2 separate regions of the Sus scrofa genome follow, and region 1 is linked to region 2. A link is a contact called in public HiChIP or PLAC-seq data. All regions are on one chromosome and are shown on one strand. Each heading gives the region's core, a stretch centred on a gene start, on an enhancer-like site or on the middle of the called end of the contact. The rest is flanking DNA. Distances are from core to core; before and after follow the strand shown.

Region 1 (5,618 bases), core at 331-2,830, 230 kb before region 2:
AAAAAAAGGTGCCCAATAAATTTTTGTTGAAAGACTATTTTGCTGATACTGTCATATGCTCTTTCCTTTCTTCCCTCTTTATAAAATTTGGTGAACTTGACATATTGTTCCTACCAAATGAAACTATCAAAATGAAAATATTAATATAACATTAGCTCAACTCTAAAAGATGATGCTGGTATAGAAGAAAGTATATGATCACATGGGGATGTATGGGATGCATGGGTAAAACCATGAGAGCTAGTTAGATGTTTCAGTGCCCACTTGAGACTTCAAGAAGACACAATACACTAAAACAAGAAACACTGAGTGACAAGACAGTTTACCTGTGCAATAGGAACTGCACAAAGGGTTACCCCAAGTCCAACCACCACAGTTTTGTGCCATGGTCTTATCAGTTCTGAGAAACAGCGCTTCTTAAGGTTAGCCACGACTGGAACACATTGTCTGTACCTAGAAACAGAAGTCAAATTTAATAAGGCACAACCACCGATCTGTTTTGTTTTTGTTTTGTTTTTTTTTAAATGGCCACATCTGTGGCATATGTAAGTTTCTGGGCCAAGGATTGAACTCGTGCCTCCGCAGCAACCTGAGCTGCAGCAGTCGGATTCTTAACCCACCGTGCCATGGCAGGAGCCCGCACAACCACCAATCTGTAAAAATCTTTTCAATTTATCTGCAGGGGTTGGAAACTCAAACTCGGGCCACGGTGGAACTTAAATGACGATGTAGGATGGCCTTCCGTGGGAAGGGGAGGGTGGTGGACAGGAAAGGCCCGGACTCGCAGAAATCAGCAACCGCTACTTGGCTCCTGAGAACCATGACCGTGCGGGAATGCGGGCTGAAAGATTTCAGAGTTTAAGAGGTACCAGGTGTGAACGTTTAAAAGGTGTCTCAAAGCTTTTAAAAATCTCATACTAAAATGCTTTCTACAGGGAAGATTAAGTCTGGTCCTCTACCCTAGGCTGCAAGGTGTCTCATGCTCCCTGAGACACAACACCTGGAGCTCGCAGGCACTGAGAGAGGAGCCTAGAGGCCGTAGGGAACAGGACTCGCAGGGAGACTCTGTTCCTGGGGTTCCTCTGCCCTCAGGGAAAACTTCCTCCAGGTCTGCCGCCTGCCCGGGGCTCTCCCTCTACTCTCCCCATTGACTTCGATGCGCCAACGGGAGTCACTTCGCGGGCAAACCTTGAGCCCCCTAAAAGAAAGCCCAAGGTTGGGGAAATTCGCTTTCAGTAGGTGGAATGACGAAAAAGCCGCCGGGAAGAGAGGAAGCCCGGGCCTAGCCCAGCAAGCGGGAGACCTCCGGACCCGGGCAGAGGCGGGACGTCTTCGGCCGAGAGAGGCGGGACGCCGTGACCCGCTCGGCCGAAAAGGAAACTGCTCGCCCGTAGGGCCGGGGCTGCGGTCGGTCACGGCGCTCTCAGCATCAACTCTCTTGGTTCGACCCTGACCTCCTATACAACCGTAGCGGTACCTGAAGAAGAAAGCTACGTTCCGCGACAGCCAACTCCGCAGAGCCGCCATCCCGCGGAAGGCGGACGCCGGACGCACACGTCGGAAGTGACGCCACCTCGTGAGCCGGGGGCGGGGCGCGGGCGCTACTTGGGTGGGCCTGGGCCCATGGTCACGCCCCCACCCCGTGACGCAGTCGGGATTGGACAGACGGGGAGGAAAGGGCGGGGCTGAGGGTAACGGCTGTAACGGCCTCGCAGAACACCCAACCGCCCGAGCTTCCGCTTCTGGCTGGGCGGACTCTGGGCCTGAGGGCACGGAGCAGACGGAGCGAAGTCGGCTGTCCTGAGGGGTGGTTGAATCGGGGCCCGGGGCTTCTCCTCGAGAGGCAGCCCCGGCCCGGCCGTGAGGCGGAGGATTCTCTCGTTAGTCAGCCTTGCGGGTCCGGCAGGACAGAGGCCACAGAACGAGCAGCTCCGGGACGGCGGGGGTGGGGGTGGGGGGGAAGGGTGGCGTAGGCGACTGGGGGCGGGAGGGGCGGGGAGCTGGGATGCGGCGCTGTCACTTCAGCACCAGGAAGTAGGTGGTCCAACCGGCCAGTAGCAGCGCCCCGATGAGCACGGTGTAGCTGAGGAGCACGAAGGCCAGCAGCTCTCGCAGCAGCTGCAGCACGTGGATGGTGGACGAGGCCGGCATCGCCCTGCGCGGGAGGCCCGAGGACCTGCGGGCAGGGGCACCCGGGAGACCCTGAGCACGCAAAGAGGATGGTTCCCTCCCTTGCCCACCCTCTGCTGGACACTGAACAAGCGCTGCTGAGCCAGGCACTGTTTAGGCACTGAGGATACAGGGGGCTAGACTAGGTCCCGGCCCTCTAAAGAGTAAACACTTTTCTTAAGGTGAAGAAAACCCAAAGTGCTGATTTTCTTCATAGCAATCACTGGACACTGTATTTACACTACAGAATTCTTTTAAACTGAAAGTTCCCCTCATTCTTCTGCTCCCGACCTGGACCTGGGCTTAGAGGAGAGAAGCCTGGTTGTTACCAGCCCCCCCCCACCCCCCGCCGCCGCTGCACTGGTCTTCATCCTCAGCCTTCTCTTCCCATCCACCTCCTGCATTTTTAATGTTGTGAGTGCTGCTAATGGGCTGGTGGAATAAAGCTTGCTTTTGCCATCACTCAAGCTGCACCCCTGGCTGTCGGCACTGCTTGGGAGGGGAAGAAAAGAAAGCAGCCCCCCCTGCAATACCTCTAGCCCCAAGGCTTATTAGTACACACGAGTCTGAGGATCCCTGCTTTGTGGCCAGGCATGCTTGCCCTTCTGGCCAGCCAGGATCAGAGTGCCAAGAGGTGGGTATCAATTGGATTCTGGGCTCATCTCCTTCCCCATCGGGCTCTTGTGCACCTGCTCCAGCCCCATCTCTTCCACCACAGATGGAATCAGATGGTAACAATCACAAACCAGTTCTTTACCTCCACTGCTGCCCTGCCCAGCTCCCCTCAATGCCAGCCACCAGCATCCCCCTCTCCCCATTTCACTCACTCAACAAAGTTTGAACGGCTCCTCCACCAGGGCAGCTCCACGGTCCCTCTCTGGTCTGGTGTCTGAAGGTAGGCTTGTGTGCACTTTCCAGTGATGTCAGTAGAGCTGAGGGATTTTCAGGCAGCAGCTGCTCTCACCAACTAGGTGTGGTCTAGAGACCAATCACAATCTCCACGTGGTCCCTGAGCTATCAGGGAGCTGCGCACAGGCGATCCCAGGCCAGTTCGGAAGCTGGCAACTCTGCACACCCTCTGCCTGTGTCACCATCACGGTCCCCAGAGCTCTGAGGTTCCCCAAAAAGCTCCGGACTTAGATGGGCTGAGCAAGGGGCACACTAGGGGGCATTTCACGCCTCTCTTGTCTTTTTTCCTAAACACTGCAGATGGGACATAGTCCAAATGCTTTTCTTACTCCCGCTAAAAGAAGTCCCATCCTAGAGTCTCAGACAAGAACCACGGTACATAAAACATTCACTTAAGATTGCCCAACTAAAGCAAAAGCTGTTGTCTTAAAAAACATGCAAGTTCGAGCATTCCTGTGTGTGTGTGAGACAGAGCAAGAGAAGAAAAGCACTTGAGTGCTTCTACTAAGAGTTGAGCGGTTTAGAGACTCATTACACAGTCGCCTTCCCAATGTGCCCACTTGCAATTTTCAACTTAAATGCAACGCAAAAGCCAATCAGTATTTGAGCCAGTAAAGAACAGACCCTTTCCCAGAAGTAACAGTGAAGGGAAAAGACAGTGCAAACTTTATGCTGCTTATGTTTTTTTGTAGTAGTTTATAGTTAGACTATGTTTTGACCTTAAAACAAACAAACAAACAAAAAAAAAAAACAGGCAGTGTGGACATCAACCCTTTTATCAACATCATCATCCAGAAGAGCAAATGGCTCTTTAATTTGATCAGGATCTCTTATTATCGAATCACTGCCCCGCTGGAGCCGGGCTGAAAACAGGAGCAGAACATTATCAAGCTGCGCAGGAAGCCAGTGAGTAGTAATTGCTCCCCCAGAGAACTGGTTATCTGGAGGGTTCTGTGTCCTGCCAAGTCACGGGAAAGAAAGCATGGCGAGGTTTATACCCTCACCAAAGTAACAGATGAAGGCTATTAAAAATAGCCCTGATACTGTTCCCCTTTAACTCTCACATCCTTCAAATGGATATCACAAGGCAGTTATGTGTTCCAGCCTTTGCAGCCTCTAGTCACCACCCAGTTTGGGGTATTTTACAGCAGCGGAGTTAACTGAAGCTGAGAAATATTATGTAGCTTGAAGTTCACATGCATTCATTTAGAAATAAGAGAATCAGAAATTTTATATTACTGCTTTTTCTTTTTACAGCTTCACTGGCAGCATATGGAAATTCCCAGGCTGGGGGTCAAATCCGAGCCACATCTGCAATCTACACTGCAGCAGCAATGCCAGATCCTTAACCCACTGAGTGAGGCCAGGGATTGAACCTGCATCTTCTCGGAAACCATGTCAGGAAACTGATGAGCCACGACAGGAGCTCCATTACTGCCTTTTTCTGATTGTTAGCCCGACAAAAAGGCATCCTGTTTTCTATAGTACCTCATTGTCAAATGATATGGCTGAATACACCAGGCTCTATAGTATAATTCAGTCTGTTCATAATTCAGTCTATTGATGCCTGTATTTCTGTCTTGCCATCTTGATCATGGCTCCTCTTCCTGGCAGTTCATTCTGGTATTTTATTTATTTATTTACTTATTTATTTATTAGAGCTGTACCCCAGCATATGGAAGTTCCCAGGCTAGTGGTCGAATCGGAGTTACAGCTGGCAGCTTACACCACAGCGACAGCAATACAGGATCTGAGCTGAACCTGTGACCTACACTACAGCTGATGGCAACACCAGATGCCCACTGAGTAAGGCCAGGGATTGAACCTGTATCTTCATGGATACTAATTGGGTTTGTTTCTGCTGTGCCAAAATGGGAACTCCCCATTCTGGTATTTAATTTTTTTTTTTTTTTTTGCCCCATTCCTGCAGCAAATGGAAGTTTCCAGGCCATGGATCAAATCTGTGCCACGGCAGCTGCAGTGACGCTGGCTCCTTAACCCACTGAGCCACACGGGAACTCCTCGTTCTGGCATTTTAAAAGTATTTCCTCTTGAGTTCAACTCTGCTGAATACAAACACTTCCTGCTGGTTACAGGCGAGAGCAAGAAACAGACTGCATGTCAGATTAACCATAACCCACTTGCAGTTGAGGGCAGAGCTGTGGTGGACGATCACATAGAGACCTTCCGTTCCCAGTTCAAGAACTAAATGAGTTGTTTTTAATCCTCCTCCTTTCAACCATTAGTCTCTTGATCCACAGTTAAACAAAGTTCAAATGCTTATTTCTCTGTTGGCTAAAATTCAAAAGTGTACGATAAGACACAAAACAGTGCCTATGTAGACTTCTTTATCTATGAAGACTTCTTTTTTGTGGTGTAGGAGAACTGTCTACCCAACTAGACAAAAGTCCAGACATGATGTAAACAATCCATCCTCTCTGAGAATAAACGTACCATTCACATACCCTTTTTCTCAGTAAGGGCACACTCCTTTGAGACAAAGACTACTTCAAGTATTAAATGAACTTACACAAAGGCGT
Region 2 (5,481 bases), core at 811-3,310:
TCTGATTTGACCTCTAGCGTGGGAACTTCTATATGCTGCAGATATGGCCCTAAGAAAATTAAAAAAAAAAAAAAAAAAAAAAGAATTCTATATCTTGCATTATTTCCACTTATGAACACACTTAAATTGTATGAATAAATCTACACCTAGATTAATACTGTAATCTTAATTCTAACCTCCCAGAAATGTTTGGTGAATAGGAACAGCTGGGTTGATAACCTGTCTGTTCTGAACATTAAGGCAAATATTTCCAGTTTGTGTTTCATAAATATTTTCACCCAATAAGTCAGTTTCAAGTTTCAAGCAGTTATAATTTAAACTTATGATTGTACTATCCTTTCTACTTTGTTTGAAAGCAGTTCAAGTTTTCCCTAATAAATTAAAAATAAAGGATCATTACTCTGATTTCTTCAGCATATATTGAACAAATAAAAATGATACAAAATTTCTAAACCTTCTTTTTACAAAAAAAAAAAAAACTAATTAAATATTAATACCAGGATAAAAAAACAAAGGACAACTAAAGTGCCATTTCAAGATCTCATACCTTGGTCGAGTGAGAATGTTCAATTTTCTTTTAAGTTCCTGATGTTATTCCTTGTTAAGGAGTAAGCCCTCAGTAAATACAAATATGAAGATCATAAACTTCAACTACTAATCTTACTTTTGGTATCAATGTTAGGAAAGTTAAAAGACAAATATTTTGAGGATGACACACTTGCTGACCTGCTTTGTTGCAGGGCTAGGTAACAGGACCTAAAAACTAAAACATCATTTTCATCCTTTTAAACGTGATCTTTCTAAGGCAGGTTCATGCAGTTCAAAAGAGACTAACAGACAACCAAAAACGTTATTCAGACAACGGTGTCCTGTCAGAAGTTAAACAGCCACTCACTAAAGATAATTGTCCAAGTCAGCAGCATCATGATTATTCAAATAAAGTACATGCAGCATAAGACACTGTTAAGGACCTAATAAGCTAGGATGGACTCTGTAAAGATCACTGTAAAATCCTTTCAACTTTCCTGTATTTTGAAATTTCTCATAATAAAATGTTGAGGAAAAAGGCATTATAAAAAATGACCTCTTAAACCTTAAAAGATGATTTACCAACCGCTTTCAGGGATCTTTCCATTAGCAAAACTACCTGAACCAAAGTTATCTGTATGAATAGTAAAACAAAACAAAAACCCTCTAAGAATGTGAAAAAACAGTCACACATCTTGCTAGAAAGGCTGTAAACTAAAGACAAACGGAAACTGATTTGGCGCGTCTTCTCTAAACCTTTGCAATACATCTTCACCACGGAAGCTATTTTAAAGTGGAAGAACTTTAAAATGAATCCTCAATGTTCTTCAAGCAATTAACCATTTTTCTTTCCGCGCTTCGAACCCTTAAGGGCCCCGACTCTACATCCCAGGACCCCTCACTTCTGCCCCACTGGAAAGACAGATCTGCGCCAAAGTCTAAACAGCCGGTATCTCCTAACTATAACACGGCTTCATCAACTTTAGCTGGGCTGCAGAAAATGAAGTCGGGTAGTGATTCCAAAGAGAGGAAGACAAGTGGTGAAGAGCCTACAATTTAACAGTTGAAACTGTCCGAAATAACCCTAAAATCCGGCCCCGGAATTGGGGGGGGGGGGCGGGAGGCGCGAATCAAGTCCAGGAGACGCATCCCACTAAGGGAGAGGTCCCGCGCCGAGGCCTGGGGGACAGTTTACGCAATCTGAACCCTAGATTCTCAGCCTGAGTTCTGGCCCTGGTGGAATTTCCGCCCGCGCTCTTCCCGGCACCGCACCCACCACACGCCCGGGTGACACGGCCCAGCGAGGGGAAGGATATTCTCGGCGCGGAGCTGCTCGACGGTTTCCTCGCACTGCCGAAGCCGTTCCCGGAGCTCCGCGTCGCCGACTCCATTCTCATCCTCCTCGTCGCCGTCGTCTTCCTTGAAGCGGGTGTGAACGGGCTTCGGAATCGACTCCTCGGCGTGGTCAAACGCCTCGAACAGCTCTAGATCGCCAAAATCCACCTCCGCCGCCATTTTGGGCTGTGGGAAAAGACACGAGAAGAGGCGGAGCTGGCCACCCGGCCGGCGGCCAAGGTTGTTGGGCGGCACCGCTCTCCCGGCTCCGGCCGATCTAAGCCACCCAGTAGGGTTTCCTCCTAAACGTAGGCCGCCGGAGCTGCACAAGGGGCGGGCCAGTCCTGTGAGACTACAACTCCCAGAATGCAACGGCGTTTCCTCAGACCCACCTCTGAGATTGCTCCGAAGCATGGCATGCTGGGACATGTGGTTTCTAAGCGACTGTTAACTCATTGTTTGCACTGCATACTGGGATTGGTCCTTTTAAAACGTGAAGAAAGCCCAACTAGATCAAAATGTTACGAGTTGTCCCTGTTATGTATCTAAGGCTGAAAAAAATCAGAGCACGATGCATGGTTTATCACATGTTGTGGTTGCGTGCCAAACTAGAGAATAAGGAACTCCAGCTTTGCCATAGGATACATTTGTAATCTTGGAGAAGCTACTTCAGTTGGTTGGTTTTTTTTTTTTTTTTTTTTTTTTTTTTTCCATGAAGCTCAAGCTTTAGGTTACTTTAGCTTTGTCTGTTGTGGCTTTTGGTGGTTTCTCCTTCAATCACCCATTCATTCAGTAACATTTATTTACCACATTCAGTGTGCCAGGTACTGTTCTAGGAGCTGAGAATGCAAGAGTGAGCAAAATAGGGAGTTCCTCTTGTGGCTCAACAGTAACGAACCCGACTAGCATCCATGAGAATGAGAATGAAAGGTTTGGTCCCTGGCCTTGCTCAGTGGATTAAAGATCCGGCATTTCTGTGGCTGTGGTATAGGCGGCTACAGCCCCAATTCAACTCCTAACCTGGGAATTTCATATGCTGTTAAGTGTGGCCCTAAAAAGAAAAAAAAAAAAAAAAAAAAAAAGGAAAAAAATTCCGTATGAAAAGGCAGAGTGGAGCAAGAGGAGGCCCGGGGTGGAACGTTAATTAGGCCAGTACTCAGAGACCATATTAGGCATATTCATTCTTCCCATCCCCAAATTGGTAAGCATTTTAAACAGGTGGTGTGTCTGTGAGCTACAAATTTACATTTTGATAGGATGGTCCTGATTGCATGGTAGGAAAAGAATTGGTGGCAGTCTAGGAGACAGATGGAATAGATTTTTGTAATAAAATCAACAAATGTTAGATTAGGTAGTGGCAAGTGGTGGAGAGTTGGTATTTAATAGAGGATATTTGAAAAATAAAGAACAGAGATAACTCAAGGGTTATGGGGAAGGAGAGGAAAGGGTTGTGAATTATTTGCCAGGATCTGACTTAACAAACTTGAATAAATGATTACTAGAGATAGAGAACAACATATGTTGACCAGGTTTGGAAGCCAAGAGTGAGTTCAATTTTGACTATGATGTACCTTGAGATAATTTTATCCTAAAACAGATGAGTAACTTGAATAGTGGAAGAAATTTTTGAAGCACTGTTTTACTGGTAAATTGAAGGTAAAATTTTAGGCCCTAGTAAAGGTGTATATTAGGCAGCTAGATATTCGAGTAAGCTCCCCCCCCCAAAGTATGATCTCAAGGTTAGTAAATACAACTGTTATCTAGAGAATGAGACTGTATAATGAAGAGTGGAAAGTCTAGGACTTTCTATAGGACTGGAATTGAGAAGGGTAAGACTACAGAAATTGATGAATGGCCAGTGGGAGAACTGAGTCCCAGAGAAATTATATTTAAGTACATACTTAAATCAACTTTTCACCTGTGAAACTCTTAACTTGGAATGATATATAACAAATTAATTTCTGCTATCTTCTGCCAGCCTACTTCTTACATGGTATTTAAGTTTTCTAATTTTAATCACAACCTATCATCACCCAAATCACCTCATCTTTCAATTTGGTAATCTTACCCTCAAAGCCAATTGCTCTCACACAGTTTATCATAACTTGCCTCAAATAGAGTAGTCTTATCTTCTTGTTTACCTACCTACCATGTCTTTGAGGTATCTCTTGGATAGCAACTTATGTTCCTGTTACATAAAAGCCATCATGGAATATGAGACTTTGAAACTGAAAGCACAGCTTTCATAGCAGCTAGGAAAAAGTTTAAGCACATAAAAACTGTGAAGTATCTTCCCTATAAACTGAAACTCATTTCCAATTGAGCCAAGCTGTTAACTTCCCAGGCCCCAGGCCTCTAATAACTGCTTCTTGAAGTTTAATTATACAAGTTAACAATTGCCCATACGCCTACCTCTAAATTGCAAGGTCCAGGATGGTTGCCCCTGGCCACATGGTGGCTACTGTTAACTTTCTTGACCACCCCCCCAACCCCCAGCTTGTGGAAATTCCCAGGCATGAGATCAAAACCACAGGACAGTAGAGACCCAAGCTGCTGCAATGTTAACACCAGATCTTTAACACACTGCATCAAAAGAGAACTCCAGCTATTGGTAACTTCAAATGTAACTAGTCCCAACTGGGATTTTGTAAAATCTCAACTAAAAATACCAGTTACCTATTCAATTATTCTAGATATAATAAATGGATCAAAATTAGCTACAAAAATTCTTAAAATTACTACTCTAGATGAATGCAGGATGGACCCTATCACCCCTAATGAACTGCCAGATCCTAAAATACTGTAGAAAAACAGGTAGCAGTTAATGCCTACTTTTTATATCCACAGTGCATTACAAGCCATGAAAATTTTTTTTCTGTCTTTTCTAGGGCCACTCCCACAGCATATGGAGGTTTCCAGGCTAGAGGTTCAATCCGAGCTGTAGCCGCCAGCCTATGCCAGAGCCACAGCAACTCAGGATCCGAGCCGAGTCTGCAACCTACACCACAGCTCACGGCTACACTGGATCCTTAACCCACTGAGCAAGGCCAGGGATGGAACCAGCAACCTCATGGTTCCTGGTCGATTTGTTAACCACTGTGCCACGACGGGGAACTCCAAGCCATGAAAAAAATTTTAATGAAGCCAATTCAACCTTTAGCTCAACATAAAATTCAATTTGGGATGATTTCAAAATGGAAAACCATGGTATCTTTTCTCCAGAAACATGACTTTGTCACTGAAGCATGAAGAGCCATCTCTCCAGAGAATCATTGTGCTCTAGGAAAACTAAACATATTGAGCAGACTTCTGCTGCTGCATTGTGCTACTATATTGTGGAGATTATTTTCAAAGGATTTTTTCCCTACAGAAAGCTAGAAATTATGACTTTGTTGTAATGAAAGCCAATTAAGTTCAAATTTTGTAGTACTCTCTCCTCCAAATTTATGCCCTAAATTTATTCAACGTAGTGACAAAGTGATTTTCTACTGTTTTAGTACTTTATAGTAGAGAAAAATTCAAAAGGGATAATGAGCAAAGGGCATACAGAGAACTTGTTATAAGGCACTTTATTAAAATAAAAGTGCTTACATCCCTTTAATGTATTAATCTATTTCC

The links. HiChIP or PLAC-seq counts read pairs in DNA pulled down with a chosen protein or histone mark.
Region 1: an H3K27ac HiChIP or PLAC-seq map of alveolar macrophages shows a contact between it and region 2. The contact joins the promoter of DIABLO here to the promoter of ZCCHC8 in region 2. A contact is called at or near these places in 1 of 5 promoter capture datasets (fetal skeletal muscle), 1 of 47 Hi-C or Micro-C datasets (brain) and 1 of 2 datasets of contacts at active chromatin or transcription factors (alveolar macrophages).

The regions. Positions count from the first base shown.
Region 1 is chr14:30,494,847-30,500,464 of Sscrofa11.1, reverse strand. DIABLO (diablo, IAP-binding mitochondrial protein) reads right to left here and starts at 1,580. Exons shown (of 6, transcript NM_001190216.1): 1 at 1,478-1,580; 2 at 327-453. The coding sequence starts at 1,527. It also overlaps a transcript of VPS33A not described here.
Region 2 is chr14:30,261,102-30,266,582 of Sscrofa11.1, reverse strand. It overlaps ZCCHC8 (zinc finger CCHC-type containing 8), which reads right to left and starts at 2,060. Exons shown (of 15, transcript NM_001190154.1): 1 at 1,845-2,060; 2 at 548-590. The coding sequence starts at 2,043. RSRC2 (arginine/serine-rich coiled-coil protein 2) reads right to left here. Exons shown (of 10, transcript XM_013982805.2): 10 at 5,418-5,481.